Regions from separate parts of the Mus musculus genome. Here regions 1, 2 and 3 are each linked to region 4. A link is a contact called in public ChIA-PET, Micro-C and promoter capture Hi-C data. All regions are on one chromosome and are shown on one strand. The core of a region is the stretch at or near the end of the contact, and the rest is flanking DNA. Distances in the headings are between cores, read along the strand shown.

The links. Promoter capture Hi-C pulls out the DNA fragments that hold promoters and counts their contacts. A called contact is a pair of places that touch in the nucleus more often than the background predicts. ChIA-PET counts read pairs in DNA pulled down with a chosen protein or histone mark.
Region 1: a Micro-C map of embryonic stem cells shows a contact between it and region 4, with 2.0 times the contacts expected there. The contact joins the promoter of Dll4 here to the promoter of Oip5os1 in region 4. A contact is called at or near these places in 9 of 39 promoter capture datasets (cranial neural crest, frontonasal cranial neural crest, hematopoietic stem and progenitor cells and 5 more), 1 of 15 datasets of contacts at CTCF or cohesin (the NIH/3T3 cell line) and 4 of 484 Hi-C or Micro-C datasets (B cells, Th1 cells and embryonic stem cells).
Region 2: a contact with region 4 is called in an RNA polymerase II ChIA-PET map of effector CD8 T cells, with 7 read pairs. The contact joins the promoter of Rad51 here to the promoter of Oip5os1 in region 4. A contact is called at or near these places in 1 of 39 promoter capture datasets (pre-B cells), 3 of 115 datasets of contacts at active chromatin or transcription factors (effector CD8 T cells, embryonic stem cells and pro-B cells) and 1 of 9 other capture datasets (adipose tissue).
Region 3: a contact with region 4 is called in a promoter capture Hi-C map of erythroid cells, with 13 times the contacts expected there. The contact joins the promoter of Mga here to the promoter of Oip5os1 in region 4. A contact is called at or near these places in 3 of 39 promoter capture datasets (erythroid cells, hippocampal neurons and pre-B cells), 1 of 484 Hi-C or Micro-C datasets (embryonic stem cells) and 1 of 115 datasets of contacts at active chromatin or transcription factors (memory CD8 T cells).

The regions. Positions count from the first base shown.
Region 1 is chr2:119,324,364-119,327,063 of GRCm38.p6, reverse strand. It overlaps Dll4 (delta like canonical Notch ligand 4), which reads right to left and starts at 1,280. Exons shown (of 11, transcript NM_019454.3): 1 at 858-1,280; 2 at 477-749; 3 at 1. The coding sequence starts at 923. Gm14207 (predicted gene 14207) reads left to right here and starts at 867. Exons shown (of 4, transcript NR_030683.1): 1 at 867-1,083; 2 at 1,735-1,896; 3 at 2,088-2,219.
Region 2 is chr2:119,111,375-119,114,074 of GRCm38.p6, reverse strand. Rad51 (RAD51 recombinase) reads right to left here and starts at 1,261. Exons shown (of 10, transcript NM_011234.5): 1 at 1,041-1,261.
Region 3 is chr2:119,895,954-119,898,653 of GRCm38.p6, reverse strand. It overlaps Mga (MAX gene associated), which reads right to left and starts at 1,426. Exons shown (of 24, transcript NM_013720.2): 1 at 1,308-1,426.
Region 4 is chr2:119,593,003-119,595,702 of GRCm38.p6, reverse strand. It overlaps Oip5os1 (Opa interacting protein 5, opposite strand 1), which reads right to left and starts at 1,407. Exons shown (of 3, transcript NR_027832.1): 1 at 1,269-1,407.

The sequences.
Region 1 (2,700 bases), core at 31-2,530, 270 kb after region 4:
CCTGGGAAGCAAAAGGGGGGGTGGGGGACATTAGAGATAGCGATATCAGCAGGGAGGGAAAGGAGGGGGTGCCTCGCAGCAGCCTGTTTAATTAATCTAATTGCAGGATATAGTTACGGAGCTCGGCTCAACATAACTGGTGTTCGCGCAGCGCTGCGCGCGAGCTGAGAAGGCAGGGGAGGGATGAGGGATGCGGGAGTGTAAGTGAGAGCCGGGGGGTGGGCGGGCGGCGCCGCGTTGGGGGTTTGGTAATGAAATTCGTATCCCAAGAATTGGGGAGAAGGAAAGGGAAGAAACTGGGAGGAAAGACTAACCAAAGCCTCTCCGGGATGATCCTATGAGAGAACAGGGGGGCGGGGGCAGAAGAGAAAGAGCCCTTGGGGCTCTCCAGAGAGCGCTTTGGAAAGGAGCTCTGGTGTCCCGGCGCTCCCTTCTTTCCCTTCGGTTATCTCCCGGTGCATTTAAGTTGTGCTTACCGGCCAGGTGAAATTGAAGGGCAACTGCAGAGGGTTGCGACCACTGCCGCTATTCTTGTCCCTGACGACGAAGGAGTTGGTGCCCAATACCGGCGTGGAGACATTGCCAAAGGTGCAGGGTCCCTCGGAGAAGGTTGCCTGGAAGTGCTTAAGGCAGATGCGGAAGAAAGTCCGGCAGCCCGGTTCGCAGGACTGCCCATTGGCCAGCATACCGCGCTGGTTGACGAACTCCTGCAGCCGCAGCTGGAAGATGCCGGAGCCCGCAGCGCGCTGCTGCACAGGGACCGAGAGAAGGAGGGAGGAGAGCGGTCAGGCTCAGCCGGGGCCGGGGCGCAAGCCCGGAGCGCTGCGGGAGGGGGCGGAGAGGACGTGAGACATTACCTGCGGCCACAGTACCGCCAGCAGCAGTAGCGCCCAGCGACAGGCGCTCCGGGACGCAGGCGTCATCCCTTGGGGTGTCCTCTCCACTCCGGGACTCCGAATCTGCTTGTTAGGGATGTCGCTCTCCCGCAAGTCCCGTCTGCCAGCCGAGTTCCTGAAAAGCTGATTCCCCTCGGGACGCTGCTCCCTTGTCGCCTTCTCAAAAACTCCGCTGCTCGATGCCTCGGTAGGTAATCCAGGTGAGGGCGACTGGGCGGTGGCTGCTCTAAGTACGTGTCCTGGAGCAAATCCTAGGGTCTCGAGCGGGCTAGTGAGGGAGTACACTGCACCCAAGTGACTTTGGCTGCAGCTCTTGGCCTCGGGTTCCTAGCCTGCGAGCAGCGCCGCTACTGAAACCTGCTTGCTCCAGAGCCTTTCTTATATATATTGGCTGCTCTTCGCAGCCTGTCAGTCAGACAGACTCACGGTCACTCTCCCCTCCCCTCCAGGCCTCTAGTGGCTACAGTCCCAGCACCCACCGGAGGGGGCCTCCGCCCCCGCCGCTCCCCCTGTCAGCCAGCCAGTAGGGCGCAGGTCCCCGCCCCTCTTCCAACTTCTGGGCTTCCAGCTCTGCGCGTGCCCGGCGAGCAGTCCTTAGAGATCGTCTGCTTAAAGGCTGAGACCCTCGCCACCAGAGGATAGGAGGGTAGCCCAGTGATGCGGCGGGAGGTGAGGTGGTTCCCGAATGGTCCAGGGGGTGGAAACTCTAAGGGGTCCCCGTAGGCGGTGCACCTGATCCAGGCATTAGATACCTACAGTCCTCTAGCAGGTGGGGAAAGCTTAAACTAGGAAAGCAAAAAGCAGGACCAGGGGATTTGGATCTCCCTTTCCTTTCCAGACTTTAGGTAGCTCCTGCCTCGCTGGCCTCCAGCCTATGTGTGCCCACCCTCCACGCGTCCCCAGCACCGCAGGGAAGCCATCCGACGCCTTAACCTTTCCCTGGCTATTCCAAGCAAGGCAAAGGGCCAAGCGTCTAGGACTCTGGTCTTCTCTGCACCTGGTAGGCGTGTCACCTCAAGCAGCAGGGCGTGCCCAGCGCGTGCCTTCTCTCTTTGTCCCCCACCCCCACTCCCTCCTGGCTCGTGCTAGAGCCAGGACTAGAGGTTCGAAAGAGAGGTGGGGGGCGTGGTTCTCGAAGTGGGGGGGGGGTCCTCAGCTGTATGGTAATGAGGTTCTAGTCTTTTCCCTCAGTGCCTATCTCACCTGGGTCGCGCTTGGTCTCCATATCCTCATCCTGGCCCCCACCCGCGTCCCCTAGCTCCGCTGGAGTAGGGAGGAAACTTTCTTAATTCCAGAATTTCCTTGGGCCACTTGAGAGGCAAGGTGAGAGAGCTTGAGGCTGATCAGGTCTAGATCTCTCTGCATAGGGCAGGATGTAGGGTGGAACTGGAGGCGCATAGAGTTGTTTGAGTTTCGGGTGGTTTCACCCATGTCACACGCGCGCCTCTCCCGGGTGGCCTCCGAGCGCAAACCCTGCAGCTGCTTTCCCAGAACCCGTCGTGCTCCCCCGAGGCTGCAGACCGGGGAGGGCTGGCTTCTCCCAGTTTTGGGGGGTGCTAGATTTCTCTCTCTCTCTCTCTCTCTCTCTCTCTCTCTCTCTCTCTCTCTCTCTCTCTCTCTCTCTCTCTCTCTCTCTCTCTCTCTCTCTCTCTCTCTCTCTCCTACAGTGAGAGCGGTGGGGGCCCTGTGGCTTCAGCTGTCAGCCCTCCCGCGTGGTGATTGCTGGCTATGGTCGGACGATAAGATCAGTGCGGGCGGGGGTTGAGGGGAGCAGGGACGCGGCTCCAGCCCCAGGGAGGCCGTG
Region 2 (2,700 bases), core at 12-2,511, 480 kb after region 4:
AGTTGTACTGATGGCTGTGAGCCACCATGTGGTTGCTGGGATTTGAACTTGGGACCTTCAAAAGAGCAGTCAGTGCTCTTAACCACTGAGCCCTCTCTCTAGCCCCCAATATATTCACTTTGTATTCACTCACGTATACACTTGTATTTTATACATCTTTGTATTTTATACTTCATTTTATTTTTATTTCTTGGAAGTTCCTTTTAGATTTCTTTTTTGTTCATGAGAATTTTGCCTGCATACATGTGTGCGTACCACAAGCATGCCTGGTATCTGAGGTCAGAAGGCGGCACTGGATCCCCTGGAACTGGAGTTATGGTTGGTTGTAAGCCACCATGTGGGTACAGGAGCTGAACTCAGTTCCTTGGGAAGAGCAGCAAGTGCTCTTAACAGCAGAGCCACCTTCCAGCCCCTGTTCTTCACTTTTCCTTTTCTGAGACAGCTCTTCCATTTGTGGCTCAGGATGGTCTTGAAACTGTCATCCTCCTGCCTCTCCCAAGTGCTACGATTATATAGGTGAGTCATCTAGCCAAGATTCTCTTTAGAAATTTGTTTTATTTCTCGGTCTTTGCTACTCTTTTGCTTACGCAATCTTTGAACTCTGGGGCCTTCTACTTCAGTCTCCAGAGAGACCAGCCACTACCCTCATTTTAAAGTAACCAAGAATCTGTTAGCCCTGGCCCTACTACGTAACAGCTGTGAGCACTTTTCTCTGATCTCAGCTTCCTGCGTCCGGACCACAGAAGTGAACCTGAAAGTTTGTAAATCCCAGCATTGGGAGACTAAGGGTAGCAGTTCGAGCCCTGCCCAGCCTAGGTCGTGACCTCGGGTCTCAAAACAAATGCTTGAAGTACAGGTCGGTTTTCTCCACAACGAATTCAGTGGGTCAGTTAGCGTCGGTCGGTTGGTCGCCCTGCTCCGCCTTTCTCCGGTTTCTCAGCGTAGAGGGGACCCACAAAGCTGGCTACGGGAGCACTGGCCTGAGCCGGCTCAAGAAGCCGAGCGGCCATGGAAGGGGTGCGCCGGCGCCGCACACTCACCTGTCCCGCGGCCACGGGCCGCTCGCTCCTCCGGGCAGCCGGCTCTGCACACACCACACTCCCCCCACTTCACCCGGCTCGAACGCGCTTCGTTGCTCCTCTGTCAGGTTTTCTACGAAAAATTTCAGTCTTCCTGGCCACACCTGTGGGAGCGCCTCGGCTTTGCCCAGGCGCGGATCTGCGCACGGCGCGCGACTTTCGGAAATCCCGCCAAATCCTCACGCTCCTATCGCTGCAACGTCATCACGCCTTTCTCCGACCCGCCTCATACCTACTTCCGCTTCTGCTGCGAACCTGACGGACATGCCGGACGGCTTTGAAGCCGAGTGATTTCGTAGGGTCACTCTTCCCTTCCTTTATGATTGTTCTGATCCGGCCTTTCTGGTTACCCGACTGAGGACTACAAGTCTGCAAAGACGATGTGATCAGCCCAGGACTACATAACCCAGAATGCACTGCTGCGGAAGCACCTCTGCAAAACTTCTTGCACAGCGGATGTGGACTTCGGTCAGAAAGGCTTTGGCCAGTTCTGGCAGAGTGTGGATCTTTGGTAGTTGGGATGGTATGCTTTGGAACCAGGTGTTCTCTTGGTCTCTGTGGGCGGCAGAGATGAAGAAGCTGGAATAAAGATAAAACCTGCGAATGGAGCCAGCGATTAGAAAACCAGTGTGGGAATCAGCGAGGTGGAAAAAAAAAACCTTTTAATTGGGCGGGGGTTGGGACCGGTGGATATAATCTAAATATATACATTCATAAAACTACCAAAAACTAAAGCGAAATAACTCACTCTCTAGTGTTTTTTTTCTTCTCTCGCTTTGTAGTGGTTACTCCAGAAAAGTAGGAGCAAAATTGAATAAAGTAAAGGTTTGTGGAGTTTGCCAGGAACTTCGTATGTTTCTTGTTATACATCTAGGTGTTTTCAGACAAGATCTCATACTCCTTGAACTCTTTTTTTTTTTTTTTTTTTTTTTTTTTTGGTTTCGAGACAGGGTTTCTCTGTGTAGCCTTGGCTGTCTGGACTCACTTTGTAGACCAGGCTGGCCTCGAACTCAGAAATCCGCCTGCCTCTGCCTCCCAAGTGCTGGCGTGTGCCACCACCGCCCGGCTCCTTAACTCTATGCCAAGAATGACAATCCTTCTCCCACCTTTGTTTCCTGTACTGCTGGAACATTACTATGTTCTGTGTTGGGGATTGAATCCTGGATTGTATGCATGCCACACAAGCACTTCAACAACGTAGCTGCATGCTTAGCTGAAAATTACTTATATTTAATGAGTACACTGTAGCTGTCTTCAGACATCCAGAGGGCATCAGATTCCATTTACAGATGGTTGTGATTCCATTTACAGATGGTTGTGAGCCACCATGTGGTTACTGGGAACTGGACTCAGTGCTCCTAACTGCTGAGCCATCTCTTCAGCCCTAGGTAATTTTTTTTTTAAGATTTATTTATTATATGTAAGTACCCTGTAGCTGTCTTCAGACACTCCAGAAGAGGGCATCAGATTTCGTTACGGATGGTTGTGAGCCACCATGTGGTTGCTGGGATTTGAACTCAGGACCTTCGGAAGAGCAGTGGGAACTCTTAACCACTTAAGCCATCTCGCCAGCCCCAGGTAATTATTTTTGAGACAGGTTCTTTGTAACCCAGATTGGACT
Region 3 (2,700 bases), core at 177-2,676, 300 kb before region 4:
TGGACACAACTTACTACCTATGTATAAAAAAATAAAACAGCCTCCAGTTACTCGCTTTTCAGCTAGCCACAAACATGAAAAAAATGTCGCAAAGAAAACTCTTCCAGGGTAGAGTCCCAAGGATCACGTGCAGCCAGGCGGAACCCTGTGTTCCTAAGGCTGTTCAGCCGCTTTCGGTTACCTTGGAGACTACACAACTAGTCACCCCGCCAGCCCATTTCCCAGCAGTCCTCTCGCTACTCTCCTGCACCTTAACTGCAGCAGCGTCGTGCGCAAAAAGCCAGCAAGACAGGCAGAGTTGACCAAGCACTTGGACACGCAAGCTTGGCAAGCTCAACAACACCCACAGACTGAGCATAAGTGAGCCCTAACTTCTCAAGATCCACGTGTCGGCTTCGGCGACGCGAACAAGAGTGGGTCTCCCTCAGACGGAGATTTTTCCCGTTCTACTAATCAAGCCACTCTTCAGGCACTCTTCACCCATGCCTGCTACCATCCTTTTGCCAGAGAAAAAGAGACATTCTTGGGGAACGAAAGAGAAGGCTAATGCCCTTGCGCACCTTACACTCGACTCAAAGACGTACTTGAAAATTCAACAGAAACGGGAAGTCCTATGGACAGAAAACCAGTCAGGTTACCCCAGAAAGAGAAAAAGGAACCACCACCTGTTCCCTACCTGTTTTCTCCGCCTTCGAATTAGCACTTACAAATCACAGCTCCTTTGTTTACAAAGTTCTCACTCTCATTCAACTCACTCATCGCCCCCTCATTAAATTCGGGGCCTTGCCTCAATTTGACCCGAAATTACACGCTAGGAAATGTTTGAATAGGTGTCAAAACACTGCATCCAGTTCCTTGGAGAAACAGACATTGGTTGTTTCCCTCGGAGAGTTGAAACTCAGAGAGCTGAACTCTTAAAACCTGTGCTTATTCCATCGATAACCAGGCTAGAAATCGTCACGCGGAACGTGCCATGCTGTTCAACACCCCACGCACGCGAGGGCAGGGCCGTGCCGTAGGCACTTCTCACCCCGCCCGCCTCGTGGTCTCGGTCTCCGGCGTCGATGTTCCTAGTTAGTTCTCCGAGCGACACGGAAGTGAGGTCGGGGAGGCGTGCGAGATGACATGCGCAACTCGCTCAAGGGACCAAAGGCTGCACAGCGTAAGGCCCAGCCAGGCCCAGGCGTGCGAAGCTCTCTCTGCGGAACGCTGGGCAAGCCGTTCAAATACACAAGTGGTTTAAACTCAAAAAAACTCCAATCGGGCCACTATTGAAGCGACGCCCTCCACCCAGGCCCGAGAGTTACCGTGCGGGGCGTGGCCGGCCTCACCCCGAGTCCTTCACATCCCTCTAGGGGAGGGTTATTCTGAAGGGTTCGCACACCGTGTGTCCGCTTCAGCTGAAGAGCCTGCGCACGCACCGGATGTCCACGTCACTGCGCACGCGCTCCTACCAGCTTGGAGCCGACCGCGCAGGCGCATAGGGAGGCGCGAGCAGCACCTCTTTGCCCCTCCCCCAACATCAGGAGGCCAAACAGCCCGGAGCAGCGTCAGGACCCTTGGGTTCCGCCCACGGAGCCGAAGCCGTAGCCTTTTCGCATTTTAGTAATCCAGAAAGAACTTATGAAGCTTCCAGAATCAGGAAAGGAGAGACAGGAGAGAGGTACACAATACGCTCAATCCTGTATTCGAAGCCTTCGTGAAAATTCTGAAACCACTGCCCTCCAGGCCTTTCCCAACAAGACTCTTCAGCCTTTCCCAGAGACTTCTCACCGGCCCCGCCCCTGCCGTACCCAGCCCCACCCACATGAAGCTTCATAGACCTCCTGGCTTCGCAAATCCTTCAAAAAAAAAAAAAAAAAAAAAAAAAAAACGGAGGACCTCCTGTACAAAGTGCTATGGGGTTGGAAAGTACCAGAACACTGGAAAAGCTTGAAGCAAACACCACGAAAGAAGAGTAAGCAATTTTCCAATATTCGCCAACAAAGAACACTAGGAAAATTCGAGAAAGCCTTGTTGAGCGCAGAGAATGGAAGTTTATGCCTATATTCTCAACACTGAGGCTGAAGCAGGATTGCTGCGAGTTCGAGGCTAACCTGAATTCTATAGTGAGTTCACGTTCCAGAGTAGGCTAGGCTGCCAAGACACCGTGCTGGAATGAAAAGCAAAGCAAAGAAAGGTTCTATAAAGGAAAAAGAGCTGCCACTAAATTGCCTGATACCAAGATGAAAGATGTCTTAAAAAGAAATGGTCAAGAATATTTTTGTTGTTGTTGTTGCTTCTTCAAGACAATGAAGCTTAAAAATGTAAAGAAAACATTAACCAACAATGTATATTTTTGTTGTTGTTGTTGCTTCTTCAAGACAATGAAGCTTAAAAATGTAAAGAAAACATTAACCAACAAGTATGTCAGACAATTGCCAAACTAAGTCAGAGAGCAATAATTCTCAACCAAACATCAAAAATTTTAGGTTTTTTTCTCTACCATTTACTACTTTCATGCTGCTAACCTACCAGTAAATGTTTAAAGTGAAAAGGAGTAATTACGAAATAATTAAGTAGAAAACATAAAATGCAGTCCATATTCCCAAACTTTTCACTCTCAAGAGATAATAGAAAAACTTATTTTGTGCTAAGTGACAATACAAACACTTTGAAGGAAACCAAGAATGTAAGGATGGAGCCAAGAGGAAGGACAAG
Region 4 (2,700 bases), core at 158-2,657:
CTGTAACTCCGCAGAAAACCTCCCGTAATGTAGAGCTGTCTTTTAGTGGAAAGCAAACGACTTTCTCTTTTTTAAGATGAGGAAGGATGTTATATTCCCTTCCTCTGGCTCATACCTATTTTTTTCTACTTGTGGATCATATTAAAAAGAAAAACTACTTGTGCTAAAGGGGAGGGGTTTTGTTTTTTGGTTTTTTTTTCACCCCCTAAGCAAGTGCTTCCTGCTTCAGCTCTGCTAAGTCTAGGGCTAACAAAAACCATATAATCTATCACAAACATTCACTCACATTATGATTTTTCCATTTGAACTGGCTCTCACTAATATGCCAGTTTATTTCTGAAACAAGGTTTTGATAGATGTAAATTTCTGGCCCTGAGCACCAACACACGCAGCAAATGTCTCCCCGATCCAGAATTCAGAAGCAAAGACTTTCCGAGAATTTAGCTGAATACCAATAAAAGTAAGGGGGCTCCCAATTACAAAGAGATAAAATTAAATAAGAATCAAATATAAATATCTTGTTAGTACTACACTGTCACCAGTGTACACCAACTACACAAATGAGATTCCAGCAGTACTTCCAGAACTATAGTTCTAAAAAAACGAAAAGAAAAGCATCGTAAGCCGTTTCCCTTGATCCTGGGTAAGAAATCAACATAGGTGAATTCCACTGAGACCCGTTTGCCGAAACTAATGCGCCATAAGGGCATTATCAGGACGTCCAAGGACAAAGCTGCTTACTACGGTCATAAAAGTTTGGCAGGGGCGAGTATGAGGTAAAGGCTGCAAGAGTCTATCTGTAATACACATACTCAAATGAAAATACCAGAGGGAGCCTCTTACAGCAAATCTCAAGGTCAACGCGCCAGGGACACAAAATGCCCAGAGCTGCAACAGGCCTGTCAACCTCAACCGGTGACGCCTTCGGTAAAGGGTCAAACAATACAGAGATAGTCTTAGAAAAATAAAAGGGAGGTGCACACAGCGGCTTCCCGATACGGCCGGCGTACGTGCAACTCAGAGAACCAGGGCAAAGCACGCAGCGGCCAAAGCGAAGGGCGCAAGGAAGGGCGTGGAGCGCTGGTAAGGGAAGGACGCGGCCACATACCCGGAGGCGGCGGAGCCGACCGGACGCGGCTGCGAATGCAAAGCCCTGTCAGGCCCAGGCCTCGCCGGCTCCCTCATTAGGCTCGCCGCTACCCCGTCCCGAGTTGTGCCGCCCCACCGGCTGCTCGTCTCCCGATAGACAGACGGACTTCTCAGCTCACCTCACACGGTCCAGCACAAGTACTCCGCTTCTCACGGGAGGCCTGCCCCGGGCCCGCAGGCCAGCTGCCCGGGGCACGCCTCACTCCGCCATCTTCGCTCCTTCCCCTGTCCGCCAACCCAGGGGCGGAGGCGCGAAAGGCTCCGCCCCGCCTCCGAGTGATGATTGGACAGCACCTTGCTCGCGCGCTCTTTTTCCATCGCGGATTGGCTGGGAAGTACTTCAATCAATCCCTCTCTCTGGTTCTATTTTTTGTTGTTGGAGCTTAGTGCTCCAGTTGAAGTTAAGGAGGAAAAGGGTTGTTGTAATTCACTTGAGGAAAAACATTCCGCACGGAGGCAGTCTCACTTTTTAGTAAGATAGCACTACAAGGCCAAATGACTATTTTAAATTATCGTTACTGTAAAAATATACTGTTACTAGTAATTCCTCTCTTGGCTAAAGGATTTTTATACCCGGACTAACACTACACCCAGAGGAACAATTTCATGGTGTCAGTTCTTCTGACTTTGACCCACTTGAGAGAATGTTGCCTGCTGTTTAAAGGTCAATACAGTAGCGTAGTTTTCCTCACCTTAAAAGGGCCTGCCCGCTGCCTGAGAAAATGTTAAACTGCATTTGTTGTTTGTTCCAGTTGTAGGATTTAGAGATCCTTTAGCGGTATTTCCAGGAGAGGTAGTGAAGGCAATAGTGTGACTCTTCCAGGTGATGACACACGTTCTTCTGGATAAGCAGTGCTTCCTAAATGACGGGGTTATCACTAGGCCATTTATTAAATCCAAATTTCTATGCTTCCCTCTGTGATAAGGATGCTATGCCATACAAAGACAAAACACAGTTGTCTATTGAATCTATTGGCTAATAAAATAATAATAATAATAATAATTACATTATTCGTTATTATTATTAGAATGTTAGAACCTATTGAATAATAATAAATTCACAAGCTACATTGATTTATTGGCTGCAACTGGCCATCAGCCTTGATTTCCCTTTATAGCTGGGCTGGTGACAGAGACCTTGTGTATCCCAGGCTGGCCTCAAATTGCAATGTAACAGAATTACCACACTGGTTATGTCCTGAATCTCAAGTGAGCAACAATGTCCTCCATCCAAAGACAGGTTCTTTGAGTGTTAGCTACTATCAGATCACACATCACTGCACCGTATGTCTCTGTGTATGAATAGGCACACTGTATATCTGTATATACTTAGACTACAGAAGGCCTGCAAAGGATTACACAAACCTCTGTGTTCAGTGAGGTTTTACTACATCCAGACAGAGCTGATATAAATGGGAAAAGTCACCACAGTTAGATATTGATGAACTCATTTAGAAAGACACAGAGTATTGAAGCTAGCTGAGGGGTCCAGGTGAGTGTCAACGGAGGAATATGGTGAGGTGCAGGACTGAGTAGGGACAGACAGATGCA